2 separate regions of the Gadus morhua genome follow, and region 1 is linked to region 2. The links are chromatin contacts, called in public Hi-C maps. All regions are on one chromosome and are shown on one strand. Each heading gives the region's core, a stretch centred on a gene start, on an enhancer-like site or on the middle of the called end of the contact. The rest is flanking DNA. Distances are from core to core; before and after follow the strand shown. Region 1 holds the start of fbxo45 (F-box protein 45). Region 2 holds the start of plag1 (pleiomorphic adenoma gene 1).

Evidence for each region. A called contact is a pair of places that touch in the nucleus more often than the background predicts.
Region 1: a Hi-C map of blood shows a contact between it and region 2, with 4 times the contacts expected there. The contact joins the promoter of fbxo45 here to the promoter of plag1 in region 2. A contact is called at or near these places in 2 of 6 Hi-C or Micro-C datasets (blood and gill).

What each region holds. Positions count from the first base shown.
Region 1 is chr23:11,632,055-11,638,155 of gadMor3.0, reverse strand. It overlaps fbxo45 (F-box protein 45), which reads right to left and starts at 3,419. Exons shown (of 3, transcript XM_030349492.1): 1 at 2,918-3,419; 2 at 1,908-2,264; 3 at 90-1,251. The coding sequence starts at 3,280. The coding sequence ends at 1,066. It overlaps fam168b (family with sequence similarity 168 member B), which reads left to right and starts at 3,828. Exons shown (of 7, transcript XM_030349431.1): 1 at 3,828-3,936; 2 at 5,728-5,819; 3 at 5,984-6,058. The coding sequence starts at 5,750.
Region 2 is chr23:11,491,262-11,498,235 of gadMor3.0, reverse strand. plag1 (pleiomorphic adenoma gene 1) reads left to right here and starts at 5,339. Exons shown (of 3, transcript XM_030348824.1): 1 at 5,339-5,696. It overlaps chchd7 (coiled-coil-helix-coiled-coil-helix domain containing 7), which reads right to left and starts at 5,234. Exons shown (of 4, transcript XM_030348883.1): 1 at 4,845-5,234; 2 at 3,656-3,715; 3 at 3,441-3,539; 4 at 2,154-2,658. The coding sequence starts at 3,709. The coding sequence ends at 2,554.

The DNA of each region.
Region 1 (6,101 bases), core at 2,170-4,669, 140 kb before region 2:
CAATGTAAACCACAGATGTACCATTCACTAATTGTTAGCCTTCACAAGACTAGCATGTAGGCCTGTCCAGGGTCAAACATGGTCAAACGCACAGGCATTACGCTATCTTTATTCTGATAATTGGGATTGGCAACAAATAGACTTTTACTTTCAGGTCACATGACCCCATCAAGAGTACCATGGATAAAATAAGAAATAAATAATGCTTAATATGACAACAGAACAATAAAAAAAAGTGATACACAGTAACATTACATGGTTAAATAGGCTTCTTGGTTCCATTTCTGCTCAAGTGCTCTGGGTGTTTTTACAAGGGAGTCGCTGCAAACAGGAGGCAGAAAAGAATGCATGCTTTCGTAAAACTACCTCTGATGTTTGCCTGTACAAACTCTGCATTTGGAGATATATAGATATAGAGAGATAGATATCCCTAGATAAATATATATTGATCTGTACATAGATATATATCTACACACCTATCTTTATCTAGATCTAGATAGATGTAAATATATGAGAACATCAGGTCACACTGGGTCGGCATGGTCAAGCACAATGATCCAGTCAATGGAGGACCACGTTAACCCTGATAACTGGCTTACACTCACTAATACATTGGCTAGCCTTTTTAAATGACACATATGGGATAAAAGTATTGGCCACAGTTCATGATTGCTTTGGCCCTGCTTAAGAGACATAAAATGCTCCAGTAAAAGGTCAGGCGTGGTGAGCCTAAAAACCTAAATTCATGTAAGCGTGAGCAGTTTCCACCGAACGGAACGAGTCCAGCATCACATGACCAATGGACATACCTTATATGACACGACCACTCCCCCGGATCCCACCGAGTCTGGAATAGATACAACGGAACCGCAAAGAAGCCCCCCCCCCACCCCCCCCACCCCCCCCAGCCGGATCCAGGTCCCCCTTCAGCCCAGACCGACCCACTTCAGCGAGGTGCAGCTCTGAGTACACTGGCCCCAAGGTCACACACAAACCTAAAAACAAGGTCCCGGGAAAGGTCCATCCCCCAATACCACCCAAAGGCTTTGGCGACGCGGACGGGCCCTAGCCGTCCAGGGGCTTGCCCAGGTACACCATGGTGACCTCTGTGTTGCCGTACACGGCCGACACGGCTGGGAACAGGCAGGCTTTGGGCAGTCCGCGGAACGCCACGCCCAGGAACTCAAAGCCCCTTTCGAAGGCCAGCGTCTTGTCGTCCATGTCCAGGATCACCCGTATCCTCTCGCCGATCTGTTGGCACACAAGACAGGAGGAACCTCAGAGGCAGGCTATACAGAGAGCATGCCCCTTAGAGGTAGGCTATACACAGACAGGAGGCCCCTTAGAGGTAGGCTATACACAGAGAGCATGCCCCTTAGAGGTAGGCTATACACAGACAGGAGGCCCCTTAGAGGTAGGCTATACACAGACAGGAGGCCCCTTAGAGGTAGGCTATACAGACAGGAGGCCCCTTAGAGGCCAGCTATACACAGACAGGAGGCCCCTTAGAGGTAGGCTATACACAGAGAGCATGCCCCTTAGAGGCCGGCTATACAGACAGGAGCCACCTTAGAGGAAGCCTCTACACAGACAGGAGGGACCTTATGTCGCTTTTCCACCGGCAGGTACGCTTCGGACCCAGCCCGCCTCAGCCCAGTAGTGAGGGTGCGGTATAGGCAAGCTCAGTTACGGCTCGCGTTTCCACCGCCGACAGTACCCTTATGGTAGGGCGGAGTTTAAGCGGGATGGCAATAGCCACGGCAGCTACGTAAGCATTGTGACCTTATAGCAGTCTGACGCAGTGTAGCCTGCTAATAACCCCATGGAAAAAGAAGTACGCACACAACGAACAATAGTATAGTACTGCGTTCGAGGTGTGACTGTGTGATCTGCAGCTAGTGAGCTACCTGGTACTTTGGTGCGTTGTTGCACTGAGGGAAGTTGCCGTTGACTTGACCGTTGTGTAGCAGGTTGTTGTCCACGAGGTTCCAGCCCCAGCTTTGGTCGTCACTGCCCAGCAGAGCCACGTAGCCCTGGCATTGCATGTTCGCCCTCTTCGTGGCCAGTCCGATCACCGCCACGGTTCCCAGGGGCCCCTCCCACCAGATTTCCCAGGCGTGACGCCCCTCGGAGAAGCCAATCTTGGCGCGGGCGCCGTCGGTGCTCTGGGCGATGGGGTTTCGGTGGAGGGTGAAGCCATTCTTCTTGACGTAAACGTTGCGGGAGCAGTCGTGGGTGCTAAGAGCATGTTGGTAGGACTTGAGCTGGAGATTTCCAGAGACACAAAGCAATGGTTTGAGAATGACACTAGTTGCAACACATGATAAATGTTTATATTGGAAAGATGTAATCTAAAAGAAAAAGGAGTCGATTAGGCTATGCCCTCTTCTTTGCTCTTCAGTTCTATTCATATGTTATACAAGTTATACAAGTATGCCAGCCCCTTTAGGGGAAATACATCATGTTTATTGACTTTGTCATAACATTAGCCAAAAGAGTATATTGAAGTTATTGTCTAATATGGCAGAGTTCTCTGATTCTGGATCATCTCTGTGAGCAAAGTAAGGAGCTCGGGAATCAATTGGACGCAAGACGGAGCCAGCCATCCCTGATAATAACAAGCTATGTGAGTTACATACATGCACAGTGTCAGGTACAAAAGTACAAAGGGAAAGTTAGAAGAGGAAACACGGCAGAAGCCCAACATATATATTGATCCATCGCTATTGATGTGAAGATTAATCTTCAATCCAGCATTCTTACAGATGTAGAATATTTGGTGGTGCTAATTCTGTTTACAATCTTTGCTAGACAGTTGAAACACACATCCCTATTAGAAAGTCGTGCAGGCGCTATCCGAGGTAATCAAACTATTCCTGTGTCTAGCAGTTGAATGATGCTCGGTTGGTAAACATACCTTCCCCTTGTAGGTAGGCAGGTTGCACAGAATGTCAGATCGAAGCGCCTCTTCACTCAGAGAGCGAGCGCAAAGACTGCGCCACACTTCGCTGTTTTCGTCGGCGAGAGTGGTATTCCAGTGCCAACACACTAACGAGCATTGCATTAAATCAGGCAAGTCCAAATATGAAAAGACATGTTCAAGAACCCGGCCAGGCAACCTGCCAGCCACCCCGGTACATCCACCCACTGTAACATAGGAAGAGCCGGCGGAGCTACAGCTAGCTGCCGCAGCTGCGCCTATGCAAGAGGACGCACCTACAGCGGCCGCTCCCGACATTATTTGACTTAATGACGATATATGCCGACACGCTATACTCATCTATGCCATATAAAAATTACAAACATGCATAAAGTGCCAGAGTTTGGTCATTGTGTGGCAAAATTGCGCATAGGTTGCGGTAAAAACACAACAATCTGGACCCTGCCCAATTTAATGGCTGAAAGGAAGCGATGCATCAAGGTCCTGGAAGAGGAAAGATGGGAGTTGAAAAAAATAAGAAAAAAATGCTCCTCAACACGTACCAAGCTTTGTCATTTTTTAAATACGTTTAAAAGGCGTTTTGGAATCAATCTGCAAGTTAGAGTAGATTGTTACTGATTTTTTTATTTTTTTTAAGGTATCGCTTTATTTAAAACAGCCTTTCAGCTGCCAGGAATATACAGTTTACAATTAATCTCCGTAAATCCAAATTGTTCAGTTGAGGTCTAGTTTACGATCTTGATAGCTGTAAAAAAAAAAAAAAGAGTATTATATTTATAGAATTATAAATGTTTGATTTAAAAGTGAATTTAATTATATAGCAAAACGAAATAATAAGAAGACAATGACGCGTTGTCTGTCGTCACGTGACCAAACCGTCGGAAGTGACGCGCATTGCTCAAAAGAGTTGAGCGAGCTCTGGAACCAAAACATCAGGATCAAGATCAAGAGGTTGACAAGCAGACACAGGCACAGCCAAAGCAGCACACCTTAAGGCACGTTCAACTGGATTATAATCATATTTAGGTAATTAAGATGTATTAATCTATGTTATGTTATTGTATGCCACAACATAATGACTTGATGGGGTGACACGGTCAGGTGAATGTTTTGCCACACTCCGCGGCCCGACGCTGGCCCCATATATCTGGTCACAACCAAGTGTAGTCCTACAATCGGTTCAAATGTACACATTTTTATACATCATAACGTGCTATACATGCTAATTTGGCTTGCGTAAACAACGGACTGACCTAACCGTCCAAAACCTTTGTTAGCTAGCTAGTAGCTTGTTAACTGTGATGCGTCAATTATTGTGTGTGTGCGTGTACACTTAGTATTTCCAGTCCATTCAGGTCATACAAAATAGGATTGTCATGAAACTGATCTTGACCTAAAATTGTATGGCATCCACCCCATCAATATGTCGATATTTATTGGGCTTATTTATTCGATTCTCTCTTGAATATGTCCCTCTTTAAAATTAGAAGCAATGATTCTTTTGTGTAGAACTATTCTTGGGTTTGACGTAGAAACGAAACAATTTTTTTGCGTTCATAACACATTGATGCATCCATTACATTTTGTCTTTTCCTGATTATACACATTATCATCTCTGTCACCCATTGATTTAAAGGTCCCATGGCATGCTACTTTATGGATGCTTTAATATAGATATTAGTAGGCCCCAACCGCAGTATTTGAAGTCGTTATTGAAATTCAGCCGTGGTGCAGATTTACAGCCACTACGAGCCAGTTGCACATTGAGCTTTCTCCAAATACACCGTTTAGGTGTCTGTAGCTTTAATGCAAATGAGGAGTTGAGAGGCGAGTCAAGGAGGAGGATGGGGGTGTGGCCCTGAGCAGCTACCACGGTACCAAGCGCTCTGTTTACAGTGGTGTATGGCGAGGCACACACAGCCTTTCGCCGTGTTCTGTTAATATTCTAGAACGCACGGGAGTCCTAGAGCTCTATATCTAAATAATATCATATTATACATGGATATCTATATCATAGAATATATATTATCGGGGCCAAAAGCTGTGTGCGCCTCCAGATGATATTATGAATCTCAAACGACCGTGTAGGGTTCTCCGACGTCTCTAGACTGAACCTAGACATGGAGGAGAAAGGGATTGTTGACCGAGGTTGTCTCCCGCCGGAGCCTCGCTGCCGAGAGACCACCGCCTCGGCAGCGGTCAGCACTTAGGCGCCACCGCCTCCTGCAGCGCTGAGGCGGGAAGCGGGGCTCAAGCGGGAGACTTTCGAGGCCAACATCCCTTTCTCCTCCATGTCGTGGTTCTTGTACTTCAGGGAGTCAAATCCAAGGTTCCTTTCCCCCAATTCATTCTCAACCATGGCTGAGATAACCCCCACTACGAGTCTCGTTGTGGAAATACCAGAGACGAGAGTCTGAAGTGTTATGCGCCATAACACCAACAGCGTGTACAACACTTGCTTTAAAGTCCTGGAGCTCTATATATCTAAATAATATCATATAATACATAGATATCTATATCATATAATACATATCATCATATTATAAGCTGTGTGCGCCTCCAGACGATATTATGAATCACAAACGACTTTGTTGGGTTCTCCGACGTCTCTGGTTCTTCCACATCAATCTGAAGTAGACTGAACCGCGCGCTGCCTACTGCCGCTGCCGGTCAGTGGGGCTTCGCGGTGGTGGTGCCTCGCGGCAACCGGCGGCAGGCAGCATGTCACAGTTCATACTTCAGGGAGTCAAAGCCAAAGTTCTGACCTTGTTATTTTCCTTTCGCAGGGCTTGTCTTTCAGCCAAAATAATGAACCCTGTTTACAACCCTGCACAACCAGGGGTCCCCTATGCCAACCAAAAGGGTATTGCCTACCCAGGTAAGATACTCTTTGTTGTGTGACTGTCTACACACGTTTATTGTGGTACATAGAAAAAGCTGTGTGGTTTCTCCACAGATTTCCTGCAGTTAATTGCAGTGGTTATTCTCATTAATCTGTCATCATTTCTCTCTTTTTTTTTTTCTCTGTTCTAATCATGGAAGCTGGGTTTCCTGTTGGATATGCCCCAGCATACACTCCCGGTTTGTATCCAGGGGCCAACCCAGCCTTTCACCCAGGTAAGGACGAGGGAAGGTCACTTCTCAGCTTGCAAGGCCCTGC
Region 2 (6,974 bases), core at 4,090-6,589:
ATAATGCTTCTGGTATAAAAGAGAAAAATAAGAGAAACACATGAGCACAGCGTGGAATAACGGTGATTTATATTTAAAGTTACAAGTTAATTAAGTTTATATACTTACCCTAAAGAATTACAGACCCCAACAAAAGCATCCATAACTCCTCAGGAAAAATTAAGACTTTTAAGGTAACCGTACTGGCTCTAGCCAGTATTCACCAAAGATGTGTAAAAGTGACACACACATTAGCATCAAATGAGTAGGTAACGCTGCTTCACAGCTTCAGGCTCCAGTTTGTACACCAAGTACGCCATCTATCGGTCTGACTGTATCCATGCACATTAGCACATCCTTGGTTTACAGGAATGTATGAAGAACAAATATATTTTTCGAATCAGAAAACGATCAATCAAAAGTACTTTAGGAAAATATAGCATGTATGCTTGAGGTACCAATTTTTTTTTATGCATCTAGGCTAGACAAAAATGTAGGCATACATAGTTAATTTACTTATGACATTTGGAACATATGGGAGCCAGGGGGCGCAGTTTAGTAAGAGTCGGACTGAAGAATTAAGAGAACACATTAGCCAAATGCAGAAGTGATTTAATTATAATCAAGAATCATACAATTTATCAGTAAAAACACTGTAAATTTGGTTTACATTTACATTTAGTTATTAAGTGACTTCCAGGTGAGGCAGAGACCAATCAAAGCATAGAATCCATAATAGATCAAAACAAACAACTGACGAGGGTGCCATAAGATTAAAAAACATATGCCGGGAGATTAAAATGAAATTATTCATGTTAGTCAAATGTTAAGTAGTGTATCGCAACAAAGAATGTTCTAGATACAACATTGAGGATGTGGAGTGAGATGTAGAGTCGCAAGATGTGCATTCTGAATCATGCATAATACTTAGAATCGGTGGGTTGACCAGAGAGTCTGGAGCAAGAACCAGGACAGGGGTTCTGTCAGGAACTGGAACTGACCGGTCTGATGTTTTACAAAGTGAATCTGCAAGATCAGAGACCAATGCAACATTGATGAAAAGCTATTTTTTTTACTGTGGCAAAGTATTTGTTCTAATGGGTTATGGGAAGACACTGGCAGCATTTACCATGCATCTTCAGAGAAACAATGGGTCTACATGATTCCTATGGGGAAATTTTCACATCGTGGGCAGTAGAATCAAAGGATTTAGGTCTGATACAAACCATCAAAGGTGATTCATAGTGTACATTAATACTCATATGAAAGCAAGTCATTTTAAAAGGTCTCTAAAGATATTCACTGTGTTCTACAGAAAGAACCAACCTTATCATCCCACAAGAAACACCATCATTGTTCCTCTGTTGACCCACTTCAGATCATCCAAGTTTACATTTATCAATCAATGGAAATACAGCATTGAAGATTTTGTCACGAAAGTTATTGTACTCAACTGATCTCAAAGAATAAAACATTGATTAATTTTCCTGCCTGGAAGGGACTTTGTATAATCAAACCTCTAAGTAAGAAATAATGCTTTTTAAGATCATCTGATGAATGTTGCAAGGAAGTAAGAAATTAATGTTATAAATTCTAAACGACGGATGCAGGCACAAAAAATCCCTAAAGACTCAATGTATGATATTTTAATTCAAACGGATGCATTGACAAGATTTCGTTTTCTAGTAGGAACCCTATGAATGAAATGCCATTAAAGATTATGTATAGACCTAGTAATAACTGGATGGACAGTATGCTGCGAACCAGCCAACACTGTTAAGCAGACACTACACTGAATTACCCATCTGGGAGTGTCTCTTATCGGTGGGTAGAGGTAGTGCAGTCGTCCTTACCCCAGGTCTGGCTCATGAAATTAGATTTTAAGATGACTGATTAGGAAACATACAGCCATGACAGCTTTAATTCTAATGCAAGGGACACTTGATGGGTTGGTAGGTCTCGTCATGGCTGAAACCTGGGTTCTAGCGTTGTGGGTCCGGTTAGGGGCAACAGCCCGGCTAAAACCATGGAGCCAGGACCAAACATCACACACGGGTGTGGAAAATGTATGATTTGTACTTAGTACATTGTGTGACGCTACAGCTTTGGGAACCTTTAGTAGGAAGTAAAAAGTGCAAAGTAACTGCGGTTGTAACATAGTAAGAGACATCTGGGACACGTGTTACACTTTAATGTATTATTTCACACATGACACAGCATACTGCTAAGTGTGTACAATATTCATCACTCTTCCATAAGATTTTACACATTATAATTTAACACAACACAACCACACACACAAACATGGATGGAGACAGAGCATCAGATACAGTATGTCTTTCGGATCCCAATTATAACCCAGCTTCGATAGAACCTACAGCCTCCTCTTCCCGCACCACCATGTTGTCTGGGAACACAGCCAGGTACTCTGCAGTGCAGTGTCCCGACAGCTACCACGCAGAGCTAACCAGGACGGGCCAGTCCAATCCATGGGCTCCCTCCTATGGGCTCCTATCAGCCGGGCTGAGACCCAGAGGGCTGTCGTCAGGAGGAGGAGCTCCCGAGGAGCCCGCTTCAGTACGGCTTGCCACCCAGACCAGCCAGGATCTCCTTCCTCTCCTCAGCAGTGGGCATCTCCGGCTTCACCCCCTCTCTCCTCCGCTGCACCATGAGGTTATGCTTTAAAGAAACAAAAAGGAACATTCAAAGGGTTCTCATCTCTTTATTTGGAAATAAATGAGAGGTACTTGGCTTTGCACTATTTTGCCGGTTTGGCAGAACATCAATTGGCTGCTCGACTGATGCAAATATGACATAGACCAAATTAACATTAATGGCCTCAAATGCTTATCTTCCATCAGAGAAACAGTGTTATAGAATCATAGTATCACGTTGTGGTCCGACACTTTTGTTATATTATCCCTTTTTTCATTGGGTTGGATAGTCAGGTGATGGGGTATTGAGAAGCTTCATGATCAGAACATGTGATGCTGACACAACAGCCAGCATGTTGACATTGGACTAGACTTTAAAGCATTGACCTGGGTTGAACATCCCTCTCCTTGAAGTGCAGTTGCAGTAAATAGCCTTCTCTCTGGTTAGTATGTGTGCAATGTGTGCACTGCAGGTATGCTATTAAGTTACCACAAAATGACATCCCAAGTCACTGTGGCCGTTTTCCCAGAACCTCAGCGAACTCACAAACCAGGAGCTACATAGCCCTGCTTTGATCCCGCTTTCAAGACGGACCTCAAGAGCATTGGCTAGCTTGTTGTAACGGAGACACTGAGGACGCACACACAGTCCTTCTAGGTTGGTCTCGGTTCCTCTGACCTGTGTAGTGACGTGTGAGTTCTGTTCTGTGCCCGCAAGTAGGAAAGCATCTTTGGTGTTGACCTCGAGTAGCGTCTCTCAGGTCCTCTGTGTAATCATTTTTATAAAACATTTCAGAAAATACTCACCCAATACTTCCTACAGTTCTTGTAGTTTATGAAATAGGGTGAACACATGGACTTGTCATAGTTGTGGGCTTCCAAACACCTTTGAGACCCATCACTTTCCTGGAGGGGAAGAAAAATACTTTTTTCTTTTAGGAACATTTTAAGATGAAAGTAACAAAGATTCTTAGGGCAGCTATTGAAATTCAATGCACTCTCCCGAAGCTCACTCAACTTACTTCGATGCATGGGTTGATGTCCTGATTACGGAGTTTCCGTGTGTTTTTATCCATTTTGACCTGCAAGAACAATAAAAAATAAATTAAGTGCATGGCTGGTACGGCATTAGCATTAATATCCTCTATATAAATAAATACCTGTTTAGCCAGCCATTTCAGGTGAACTAATTTATACAAAGCACATCGTTGTGTTATTTCATCATTATTTTCAAAGTTTTTCCTTCTTCATGGAATTGGTATCCAGGCAACCAAACACAATTTCATAACAGGATAACCCAATCAGAGCAATAAAACGTCTCACTCACTTTGGTTTCAACGATCTTGCAAAGCTGTTTCTGCTTCATGTGGAAATGCATGACTATCTCACAGGGTTGTTTATTTAAACGTGTAATGTGTAACTCTCAATGAACTCGGGATTTCTCTAAATAAAGTCTGAATAAAAAAGAAAAAGTCACAACATGCTTTAACTAGGGAAGGATCCAGCAGATCCACCTTGTGGGCATTTGGGATAATGGTATTGCATTAGTGTTGTCTCATATGCAGTATAAACCTAAACAATAGTTTAGTAACATCCTAATAACCCTGGCCCACATTCCCCGCAGCCACAAAGCCCTGGTTCTGATGCAAGTACAAACGAAGCATTGCTCAGACATAAAGAAAGCTAAATAAAATAATGCAATGCAAATGCATTCTGTTTCAAAAATCTTAAATCATTGCTTAAGTAACCTATTATGTAGCCTAAAACCCCCTATAATCTATTATAAGTATATGAATACAATTGGAGTCGCGCAGACAAAAGCAATCAAACTCGCAAAGAAGTTGTCACTTCTAACCTAATTTATCATCAAATAACCTCCATACCTTATATGTCCTTATCTAGTCTATAAAGTAGGCTACAAGAAGTAGGCTACCAGATATGTTTTGAGAAACCGACCCTAGACCCAATATTGTGAGTTTGGGAAACAGCTGATTACAATTTCGCAGATCATTATGCAGCATTGAAACTTTGTTGACATTTTCTAAGTTGACCTTCGTCGAAATTGCCAAACCCATACTTTTGTATGGCATGGGCTACATTGAAATCGGTTTGTATGGACGATGCACACGAAACAGAACTACAACTAACGATACATACGAGACACGTAAAATTGACGTGCAACCAATACTGGTGTGCAGTTTGAAAGCTTACCTTTACAGTATGGACCACTAGCAACACAACAGTCAGGAAATGCACCTTGGTGTGGCTTAGATCGAAGGTTACTCAACCACCACCACTTCTACCACAACAACACGCAGAAAGACAATTCTGCGGTTAGTCGTTTGTTTGGAAATTATACTGTCATATACAACGTCAGACTGGCATCACATGCCGTTTTAATTGTGTACTCTAGGCACTCGGTGGTAGTGGTTCGGTAACAGCGACCGCTGTAGCAGTTGACGCTTTACGACATGTAACTAGCTTCCTAGCAGCGGCAGTGAGCTGCCCACGAGGCTCCCGTCGAGCTATCTGCTGCTGCACTCACTGACCCGCACCGCCAGCAACAGCGCACCAGGAAACCCGGCCGCACGGTCACGGAGACGGACAGCCCGGCCAGCCAATGAGGCGCACTACGCACAGGATTCGCGTAGAAGGCCGAATAGAATGACAGGACACTGGACCAATAGGATAACTTTGCTGCTGTGTTAGCCAACCCATTGTTGTTCGTGAAAGCAAAACGAATCCCTAAAACGATTGACAGTATATCTAGCGAGTCCAAAAATTGAATTGAATTAAAAGGGACTGTAAATGACATTGAAATGAAAGTGACAGGACCTTACACAAATCAAAAATAAGAAATGGGAGGAACTACGAGGGGCGTGGCCAAATATAGTTTGGTTGGACTGAAGCGCATACACACAATGGCTGCTGGAAAGAGGCGAAAGCAAACAATTTTCAGGCCCGTCGCGTCTAGCAAAAAATATGAGAAAAAAATTATTAAAAATTCGGAAAATAGTTGAAAGTCAAGAAAAACCCAACAGAAAGGATGTTAAAGCGTCCGGGGTAAGTTTGGTGTGAAATAAGTAAATTGTTACTCAGTTCTTGAATTAAAATATCGGGGTTATTTAAATTATGGGAGAGGGGTGAGCTGAGGAAAAAGTTGGTGTTAATCAGTACCCAGTGTGGGACCACAGAGAAAACCAAGGGAAGGCTTAAGTAGGACTGAGAAAATTTAAATAAATTATTGTCATTCCTTATAGTGTTGTCATGTCGTATGTCCGTAAGTGTTAACAACCATAGGAGCTAACAGAATGAAGAAAACTGGAAAAACTTGATCCCAGTTAGTTAGTTTAGTTATTTTTAAATGTAATAACAACGGCACCGCGATGACCGCCGACAGGAACACACGCGCACTTGGATTCAATAATAGTGTCCAAAATTCATGCTGCCAGCATTCACATTGCATTTTGCCTCACATGTAGGCTTCATTATAAGCAGTGTAAACACAACCTTATCGAATGAAGCATCTCACTTGCAAAACGGTAACGCGAAATGCCCCAAAGGAGAAGGCAACAATGGCATTTGATCAGGGTCTTCTGCTCCGAGCTTCATGCGATCACACTTTCATCCATAGAAGATATTGATCAGCTACAAGTTCTCTTCCTCACCACTGAGATTCTTAAAACCCCCAATCCACAAAACACGGGAGAGACGCTGTTTGTCAACAAACTGACAAAATGGAGGGAGGACTTAAGACAAAGTAATTAGTTTATATATCATATATTATTGTTTTGCAATTATTCTGGCCAGTTGTCACTGTCTTTCCGACAGTTGTTAAAAGCCTAGTGGGTTTTGTGCTTGTAGCAGGTTGCAAATAACCTGACTGATTGGTATAAACAAGTAATGGCCCATCGTAGTAGATGTATGTGTCGGTTGAATTAATGATCTCTAAACAAGTTTCAAAGCTACATAACATGGCCAGAGATCTGGGGAGGTACACAAACCCCGGTAGTGTAAAATCCTGAAAAATCTTCCTTACGTTGTGGTCGAGATGGCGATAGGCTACATGAGAAAGTTGATGCAACTTTGTGCAAGATTTTGTTATTGGATGGCCGAAAGTTGCCTCTTGATATGGTGATGGCTTTACTGAACACAATGCTAGCACCATGTGGTTAAACTGGTTTAGTGCTGTGTTTATGATGTGGATTTTTAACCAATTAATTAAATAGACCTACACCATATTGGTTTCAATCCACAGTAGGCCTACTGGTTTCAATAGTTTGTCATTGTTTTTTTCATGATAGGATGACCACTGACTATTTGGTTCAATTGCAGTCTATG